Linked DNA regions of Drosophila melanogaster: region 1 is linked to region 2. A link is a contact called in public Hi-C data. All regions are on one chromosome and are shown on one strand. Each heading gives the region's core, a stretch centred on a gene start, on an enhancer-like site or on the middle of the called end of the contact. The rest is flanking DNA. Distances are from core to core; before and after follow the strand shown. Region 1 holds the start of COX7AL2 (Cytochrome c oxidase subunit 7A-like 2). Region 2 holds the start of robo3 (roundabout 3).

The links. A called contact is a pair of places that touch in the nucleus more often than the background predicts.
Region 1: a contact with region 2 is called in a Hi-C map of the Kc167 cell line, with 2.7 times the contacts expected there. The contact joins the promoter of COX7AL2 here to the promoter of robo3 in region 2. A contact is called at or near these places in 1 of 107 Hi-C or Micro-C datasets (the Kc167 cell line) and 1 of 6 datasets of contacts at active chromatin or transcription factors (the Kc167 cell line).

What each region holds. Positions count from the first base shown.
Region 1 is chr2L:2,195,376-2,200,438 of dm6, forward strand. It overlaps COX7AL2 (Cytochrome c oxidase subunit 7A-like 2), which reads right to left and starts at 2,537. Exons shown (of 3, transcript NM_001272983.1): 1 at 1,934-2,537.
Region 2 is chr2L:1,253,478-1,258,371 of dm6, forward strand. It overlaps robo3 (roundabout 3), which reads left to right and starts at 2,940. Exons shown (of 13, transcript NM_001382178.1): 1 at 2,940-3,468. The coding sequence starts at 3,414.

The DNA of each region.
Region 1 (5,063 bases), core at 1,287-3,786, 940 kb after region 2:
TAAAAGGTTATATAGTTGTGAGCAGTGATGATGGATTAACGGTTAATTATAATATGGCTCTCTTGCTTTAATTCATTCTTTTTAGTTAGTCCTTCCGATAGTGATAAGTAGGGGGGTTCGTGTCCTAACTTAACTTAACATTTGATCTGGCGTTTTGCAGTGCGGGTGATATCTCCACTAACCACTATGATCATTGTATTTGTGTCATTCCTACCTTTTTCTTTGCTCCTTTTATCTTCGTATTAATGACGTGATTGGAGATTGAGTATCTGCTTACTTAGGTTTGTATATTTATAGCAACATTTGTTGCCTGAAGGGAGCATCTTTTATCGCTAACTCTACAAAATGGTCATGCGCAACGCTTAAAAAAATTGCATCCCAATATGAATTTCTATGCTTCTTGCTTTCACGTCGCATAAGCATAAGATCGCATAAGAATTTATCGATTTCAAAATTCTTTATTAACCGCTAACCAAAATAATGGGCCGGTTTAATTTGCTCAAATGCCAAGCATTGATATGTTTGAAGTGTGGCGAGGATATGTATGACTCCTGCCTCTAATAACTTTTGAGATTATTTTATTGAAATAGATTTAAGTTTATTAAATAAAAGCACCTCACACATACTTGCAGAAAGCGCTGTTAATGCTTTTTTCGTGCTTTGCGGATTGAAAGTTTTTATCAGAAAGCCAAAATGATGCGAAGGGGGGATGCGGGGAGCATCTCCCCATCTCATCCAGCATAAACAAAAATAACATGCAATCCCCAGCTCCCAAGAATATCAAGCATGTTTAAATTCAAACCATAAACATTTTGGAGCAAAATGACAGAAGGAATGGCATGGTTGGAAAGAATGGCAAGCAATTCTTTTCTCTATTCCAAGCTTTAAAAATAAGCTAAGGTTTTGCAGAGCCCTTTGGAAGATGGATGAATGGATGTACCTAAGCTTTTGTACCAATGCGCTTTAAGCTTAAGTAGCAAAATAATAATTATTAACCGAAGGGAAACAAAGCTTTAAATTTGGTACTTAAACAGGTGCAAGGGGAACTAATCACGATGGCCCACTTAAATCATAGTGCTGCCCCAAAGAATCTCCACTGCTGCATCTGCTGCCCTTTTCCCTCTCTTTATCGCGTCCAGTGGCGCGCGGCTTTGATGCATGCCAGTTGAGACGGCGATATGGCGTGTGCGATTGCGATGGGGACAGAACATTGGCGCTACTCCTTTTCGTGGGGCAAAACAAAATGGATTGCTCTTTAACTAAAACAGTTATCAGGCGCGCAGCGCACGCAGCAGTGGGAGCGCGAGCACTGAGCAAACATTGCGGCATATATTCATCCCTTTCGTGCCCGCACAACGTCCGCCAGCTACCAGCGCGAGCTCCTGCTGGCCCGTCACAAAATTCACAAAACCGCTACGAATATACGGCATTCACACTATTCACTCACTCGTACTCGTAGTCGTACTCGTATCCTCCGCCCGCCGCTTTTTCGGGGCGTGGCAGGTGCGAGTGAGTTTGGCGAGTGGATTGAATGGCATTCAGTGCGATAATGGTGGATACGTCGAGGTTCGCGCTCCTCTGGCGGCGAATTTTGTGTTGTAAAAAATGTTTGAACTGTTTTAAGTTTAAGTTTTAACGGTAACAGTAGAGCAGCAAGTGCAGCAGGTCGATCTATGCGCCGTAAGAGCGAGCGAGACGACCGTCGGGCAGTCAGCGAGCGAGCGAGAGCGATCTACTGCGGCGAGGTCGTCACCTTGGCATTGAAATATGCCTACGCACACAAGGAAACGAGTGAGCACATGTGTGCGTTGTTCATCGGAAAAGGGGGAAGGGGGTTACAGTTCGTTTACCTTTGCGCTCGCTCTGGCGTGGTGAATTGGGTTGTCATGTTGCTTGTGCGTGCGACAGAGAGGCAGTCAGAAATGCTAATTACCTGGCGGGAGCACATGATTGGGCAATCGGAGATGGCGCGCAGTGAGCGGGAAAATAGCTATCTCATAGCTTTTTTGATTATATTATTCTGCAAATCATATGTTGTGTAATATAGTCAAATAGTACTTTAAGTGCCAGTAATTTTTAAATAGATTTCGAATTTAGATTAAATTAAGTATATTTTTTTTATAATCAAATTTATCACTTCTGATGAGAACTGAACAAATTGCTGTTGTTTATAGTTTTGGTCTGCATGTTGGTTATCTCGGTGTTGCTGCTTCGGGTTTGTTTTGTCGTGATCACGATCACGAGTTGTTGTTCTTCTTCTTCTGCCTGGGGCTGTCAAATGTGTTTCAAAGTCAATGTCGTGCGAGTGCGAGCGAGACAGGCAGCCCCGACCCACCGCCCCCTTACCGGCTCTTTCTCGCGCACCACCCACCTTGTTTTTGCTTTTCAGATTTAGCAGTGGTGTGCTTGGTGTGTGTGTTCTCTTGGCTCGCGTTGTTGTTGCTTCTCCTGTTTGTTTCTGTGTTTGTTTTATCGTTCTTAGTGGTCGTTGTGGTTGTTGGTTGTTGTTGTAGTTGCTGTTCTGGCTGGCGCTCCCGTCATTATTTAGAACCTTTTCCGTGTGCGCATGAACAAAAACAAAAAAGAGGCGGCATAAAAAACGTAACACACCACAAACACACACAACAAACCAAATACGGGTGTGTGTACGAGCGAGCAGTATCATCATCAAGTGTCGTCGGCAGAATCGGAATCGGAACCAAAAACCCCTCGCAAAAAAAGGGAGCTTGCTGTTCGCCTATTCGAAAATTTCACTAAAAATTGTTTGCACTCTCTCGCCGGGCACGAAATGAAAGTATCCTTTTGGCAACGCCCCCCAGCGAGCCGTGCGGAATACCCAGACCTCCAAATGGGCCTTACAGTTCGGGGTGGCGTCTTTTTGGAAACCAATTGTCGTGCTGTCGCACCTGTTGGCCAGGTGGATTGTGTCAACTTTGCCTGTAAGCTGGAGAATATTGATTTGAGTTTTGGGTGTTTGACTCAAGGGGGAAAGAATCGCAAATTGGGGTTTGTTTCGAAATTTTTGGGATATAATTAGGGGACGTAGCACACTTATTGTAAGAAAAAGGACTTTCTTTTAAGTCAGATCATCCTTTGGGTTTTGAATAACCAACATATAACCGAATCCAGTAGTTAATCGTTTATTATTATATATGTATATTGTGCCCATATATTCCCATTTTGAGCTTTACGAATCCCCAAAACTTGAGCACACGTAGTCGAAGACCCTGCGTTCCCCTTGCGAAACCGCCGACGATACGGCGGTATAGCGTGACGTAACACACTCGGGCGAAACAACGGAAGGTGTGAGTAAGAGGGCAGATGGCGTCGGAAAGAGACGGCAGCTTATTTGACTGATACGGCGAAACAAACACGAGTACGCAATTGAAATGCCTGGCAATCGGATTTCCCCGCATACGCCCCACAGAAGTGAGCAAACCACCGCCCCACCTGCCACCTGCCGCCTGTGTGGCGATTTCTGATCGCCTGCTACGATAGTCAAGACTTCCCCATGTCGGCGTGTGTGCGCTGCGACTAAAAATGTGGAGGCCTCCGATTGGAGGACGGGACCTTGAGAAGGTCTCGACTTGTGCTACGTTCCGTAGTGGAGCCCCTTAAATAGTACCGCCGTCTCTATCTAACAGCACCCCGCCACCAACCATTTCCGTTCCGTTCTTCGGCGAGTGAGAGTTGTGGCATCTTCCCCATCTTTTGAGGAGGTGCTCCCCATTTGGGCGGCCGTCTCTGGTCCGCTCTGCTATGATTTCTGTTAGCCCGCCCTGCTAGTAGCCATCTTTTTCGATTTTTTGCCCCAACAAGGCAAAAACGAAAGCGCAGAAATCGGAAAACAGCGAATGCCCCGGATTTTTGTGGAAAGGCACTGGGAGAAAGAAATATGTAAAAGAGTTATGACTATAGAGCTCATCCACCATAATACAACAAGTTTTTGTATACATCTCTGGGATAATGAATCTATAACATTTAATTTTAAATACTCTTGACGATAACGTAATCACTGGATCACCTCGCTAGTCGTGGGAAAAGCACACGCCTTTTCTCCCAGTGAGCGATCGATGTGGTAATGGAAGTGGGTCTGGAGTACTACTCGCTTTATCTGCCTTTCTGGCCATGGTCTGGATGAGGATGGTGGCCTGTTGCCTGCGCTGCGGTTTTGGATGCACGTCGCGAGCTTTGGCTACTCTTCACCGCCGGTGCTGGACGGCTGGGCCACTTCTGTTTTCCTGGTGTAATTAGGCAAACGAGATATAATAATAATAAATTATAATTTTAGAAGGCGTGCCCCGAACCCGAAGAGCGGCTAGGAAACCCAAGTGGCCGGACATTTTATACCGCTTCTGTGGGAAGCGCGACGTTTGTGTGTTTAAAATATAAACGAACAGGCTCCAAGAAACTGCGCTATAAAAATTTGAAATTATAACGCGAAAATGGAAAATGCGGGGTGTTCAGCAGGAAGAGTGGGATTTGTTATGTTAATTCTTACAGCCGCACGGCCACCCAATCGATGTTAGCAGCGGTTCGCTGCTCCAGCCAGAAGAAACCAATCCCAATCCCGCACTGGAGCCACAAACCTGAAACCCAATCCCCGGCTCAACACGAGACCCCCCGAGCTCGGTTCCAGTTTCCCAGTTGCCAGTTGCGCCAGTTTCCAAGTTTCCCAGTTGCCGGCTGCGTTACCAAGTTGTCGGCCAGACTTTTGCTATTTCTATGACAACTTGGTAGCTCTTGGGTAACTTCTAATGATTTTCTATGCCCGCCGCTGTCGAGCAGTTGCCCCCGGAATGCGGGGAGGCCCCACGGAGCTACGTCGAGGGATCCACTCGCGGTTCCATGTACTCGGTGTGGTTGTAAAATGTACGTTTTCGGTGGAGTTTGCGTCATGCGATGTTAATGGAACAGGCGATCAGAGCTCCCCAAGAGGATGACGTAACACGTAACGGCAAAAAACGTCGCAACGCTGCGAGCGAGACAGCGATAGGCCGCATAAGGTTGTGCTCTACCCCGTCTTGATTGTCGGTGTGTGAGTGGGGCCAATGTACTCGCGG
Region 2 (4,894 bases), core at 1,690-4,189:
TAATTCCTGGCTGAAAACTTTTCTCCCGAGGAGAGAGTGCAAAAGGGGAAGGACGCCGGCTCAACCGGAACTTCCGTGCACTGCTCAAGTTCTGGGCCGTCGCTTCGCCTTGGCTGAAAAGAATCTCTTCCGCTTTCCCCCCTTTTCGCCCCTTTTTTAGGGTGTTGTGGGCGTGGCGGCAAAATAAATTTGTATTGTTTTGTCTGGGTGGCGAGAGGCGAGGCCAAAGAGCAAACAATGCGAGCTGCCAGAGCTCAAAAACGGCAGCCACTAAATGCATTACGTGAGGGGCAAAGTGGAAAGGCGGTGGGAAAAGCGGGGAAAACTCGGTGGCGAAGCGAAGCGGGGGGATAGCGGCGGGAAAACTGGATGCCGTCTCCCTTTTGCGGCTACACTGTAACGGCTTTTGTGTGCGGGTGAGTGCTGGCTTTGGCATTGTTTTCCTGCACGGATATCCTTAATGAGTGGAACTGGGCTACCGCTTCTCGAGCAGCAGCATCACAACAGCTGCCACCCACAACCGTCATAATTACCCCGCCCCCTTCGCTGGACCAGAACACCCTCCACCATTTCCCCCACCCAGCTGACAAACACACTCGAGCTCCTTGGCACTCAAGAAACTGAAAACGGGGAGCTGGCGCTGGAGAAGTCCTGGCGGGGGTCCTTCGTATCTCTGACCACATGAGCACATAAATCTTCGGGCACGGTGGCAGTGGCGCCCCCTGACGGACGGACCCAGCTTGACGCCCAAAACCACGCTGCCAAGGAATGCGAAAAGTGCCTTCAACTTTTTATGAAATATGGGTTGACAGACGGCTCATCTGTCATCTAATAAATGCATTTAAAATTAAACAAATGCGCGCATAAGTGCTGCAATCAGTTAGACATTATGATAGATTGGTAAATTTATAAATAATTATTTAATTTATACATGATTTGGTAAAGGAACTCATAATTTGTATTTATATTTGTATATGTTATGTCCTTTATAGTTGCTTTTGACCCACTGTGCACAAGCCCCATCATTATGGGCGTGTAATTATCACGATGATCACTTTTCAACATAACCAAAGCGAGGAAACTTTTATATTAAAAGTAAACTTATGACAAACGAGCAAAAGAAGGCCAGCTGGAGGAAAAGTGGAGTCCTGGACAGTGGAGTCCTGCCACACACGCGTCACATCTGCAAGAGTGTGAGTGGATGTGTGGGGGTGTAAGGATGTGTGGGTGTCCATTGTCAAGTGTAATTTATCATTCAGTCAACGTTCTTCGATTGCAGTTTATCTTCGGAACTTACTTTACTGGGTCGCCAGTGTAATTTCCCACTCCCCCCGCATCTTTCCATTCTGTCTGTTCTCCGGTTCTCCCTTTTCCCACGAGTAAAAGCAGAGGAAAGTGTACTAGGGGAGCAGCAAGGATATTCCCTCGGAGTTGTTATTGTCCTGGCCGTAGAATGAATGGCAAATCAGGAAAATCTGACCCCCAGGTTGTTAGTTTTCTTGCAAGGATTTTTAAAGCCAATGGGAGCAAAATAGCAATTAACATGGATTTTGAAGCATCCACCTCGACCTCAGCCATCCATCCCTCGCCCTCCCTCCCCCTGCTTTTCCATTGAGTTCCTCCTGGTAATAATCGGAAATAATTGAAGAAAGAGAAAAACAGCGGGGAACGGCAAAAAGAGAATACTTACCGGACTGAAAAGCCGGGTAGCGGGGAATGGGTCACATCCTTTGAAGGATGTTTGTGTGTGCAATTTGTAGCGTTTTAATTGTTGTTTATGCGATCTAGAATGGGGGCGAAAGGAATGATGTGGTGGGGACTCCTAGGGCGCGGGGACCCAAATGCATCACCACCGCAAGCCACTGAGCTAATTTTGATTGCGGTGCCTGCAAACGACAGGAATCAGCAGGTGAAAGACGATGTCGGCTCCCGAGATCCTAATTAACTATGCCACTGATGTTTGGTTCGATTCAGCAGATTGCCCTCAAATGCGGGTTAGCAGCAAGTTGAAGTGCCTAATGCCCCGGGGGAAAACAAAGAACTCGAAGTCATGTGAATAAAGTCAGGGGATTGATGAATATGTAGAAGGATATGAAAGCTATCAAATTAAAGTAATACTTGAAATGATTAATTATTTTGATATTAGCAAAACAATAGGTTTCAATCATGACATTGATATCTGTAATCAGCATCTATTAGGAGTGTCATTACTGTGCAACTGGAATATATCTTATCTGCATCGGCATTTAACGGCTATTTCGAAATATTCAAACTTACTCGCTGCTTTTCTGGTTCTCATTCAGTGAATATATTTTACCATTCTCTCACAATGTTGTAAGCATTCAGAGAGCGAAGGAATTCCGGTTGAAACTCCGAAAATGTTGTTTATTCGGCCAGTGCGCAGACTCACCACTTTTGCCGGCAGGATTCAGCAACAAATGTTTATGCTCGCAACTGTGATGATAAACAAACCTGACTGAGACCAGAAACTACAATGTTGAGAAGCCATTTCAATATTATTTATTTGTTTTTGGAAATTTTAAAAACCCTATTGATATAAGATAAACACCAAACTACCATTAGAAGGCTGCCATTTTGTTATAAAATTTACTAGTATGATTGTACTTTACGGAAACACATAGCATTACAAACATTACAGAAAGCCTCTTATATGATGATACCTCCTTATCATACGGAATTCGATTACTTTTCGTTTTCCCGAGCTTTCCCCGCTGAAACAGCTGATTTGCCTGCAGGAATTTACTCCGAAATGTTGCTCTTCCGACTTCCCCAGTTCCCCGAGTTCCGAACTGGCCGAGCTGCTCCGAAGGCCGGAACTCACCACCCAGCGAACATTGCTGTGGACTGTTCCCGGTCTCCGGATCTGAAGGAACCCCATATCGAGTTGGCCGTGGGACGCCGTTCAGTTGAGTTTTGGTTACTGCCGCCAACGGTTATCGAGCTGAAAGTGAGCGCGTGTCGAGCTTTTTTGGTGCCCAGTTGTTTGGGCCAGCTTCGTGGGCGACTGGATTGGCAGCAAACATAAACAAACGAAGTGCGAAATTGCTCGGAAATCAGCTAATTGACACAACGGACATGCGAGGGCCAGACTTTGGCCAAATTTGGCCTGGCCAAAAAGGAAGCGGAAGTACTGCGGCCGCAAAATACATTGTAAACTGCTAAACTGCAGGGGAAGTGTAGCGAATAGTGTGCGAATGGAAGTCGAGTAAAAATCAAGCAACTCGAATAGATATATATATCTTTATATCCCTGCGGGAGTCGCTCCCCTGTGTCTGTGTGCCGGTGTGTATTTGTGTGTGTGTGTGCCAGGAGTTGGGCTGGGCAAATAAGTGCTCGTGCTCAGCTTTTTTAGCCAGTTTATCTTAAGGCGAAATACTGTAAAAAATTGTAAAATGGATTTACGTTTCGTATTCATCGTTTTCCTGCTCAAGTGGACCCATGCACAAGGTAAGCTCGAATAAAAATACACAACTGGTGCAAAAACCTATCCTGGTCATGGACTTCCTTCCTTCCGTCCATCAATCCATCCTATCCTCTCCTGCGTTTGCCTGGCATTCTCTGTTTGTGCAGCTGCCACAAGCTCTGGGTTCTGGGCTCCGAGTGGGTGGATATGGATGTGGATGAAAGGCGGAGACGGGTGCAATTCAAGTGCAATTCAGCCGGCCTGCAATTGCAAATATGCCATAGAAAATTGCTCAACAGAGACAGAAGTGCCAGCTCGTGAATGCACGACATTTGTATAGCTCTGCGATCCCGTAATGAGTTGCATTTAACTCATCCGACTCACTTGGCCGAGATGTTTTGGGAGCCGGGCATATTTATGATGATTGCCGACAGGTGTTGAATGGCTCGTCCAAAGGCTTGCCAGAATGTTGGTTGTCAGGCTTGGATTCACCTGAATGCTGGTTTATTGATACGTAGACTTGACTGGGAATCTGCATTCCGGAGACAGACTTGTCCCAGAAAGATACATAAATACTCGGCATTAGTAAATGGATAAAGTCCGTGCTGATAGCTGAAGAAGCCACCAAAGCAATTTACTAAGACTTAAAACTTTGAATCAAAATGAGCTAAGAATAGACTGAAATATAATTCGGTTATTATTGATAAATCAAATGTTGAATAACTAAGCTTGGTAACATTTCACACATAATATTCCAAGTAGTAGAGTTATTGTGGCAACACAATTTCCATTAAATCTACACTCTGAATTAATTCCCTTGCTCATCCTGCCTAATCGCTACCAAACTTTAGTTGCCAGATTAGCATATTTCCTGATTTGCATTTATTGGCCTAAACTGGCAGATAACTTAAGGCATTTCCCGAATCGTTCCATCCGCTCAAACATGCTTATGCGTAATGCATTGATTACTTCCTCCCGAAAACTTTTGCCAACTATAATTTATAACTCTTGCTTATCTCACCAATAAGTTGTAGCCATCAAATGGGAATTCGTATGAGCAAAACTTTTGTGCCAGACGCAAAACAATTTCCGCTGCTTTCAGCCCAACAAATTAGTGGAAAATGTTCTGCCAAGAAACGAGAAACAAGCCGGGGATTCCCCTCGGGCTGGCTAACTAAGCGAAATGAGTATGAATTCGAGTCGTGGCTCTGAATACAAGTGAGTACTCAGGGGCATGGCTCAAGCGGCATGTTTTTGTTGCATAAAATATGCGCATTTAACAAGGGGCTTCCCACACTTTGCCCCAAAAAGCAAACATATAAATGTGGGCCCACAAAAAAGCATTTCTGCCCGGCCACAAATGATACAAAAGATTATTCATATTTTTCGGAGGTAGCACATATACGAGTATGTATGTATGTACATATGTACATATGTGTGTGTGCGGCCATGTTGCCGCTGTTCAATTTG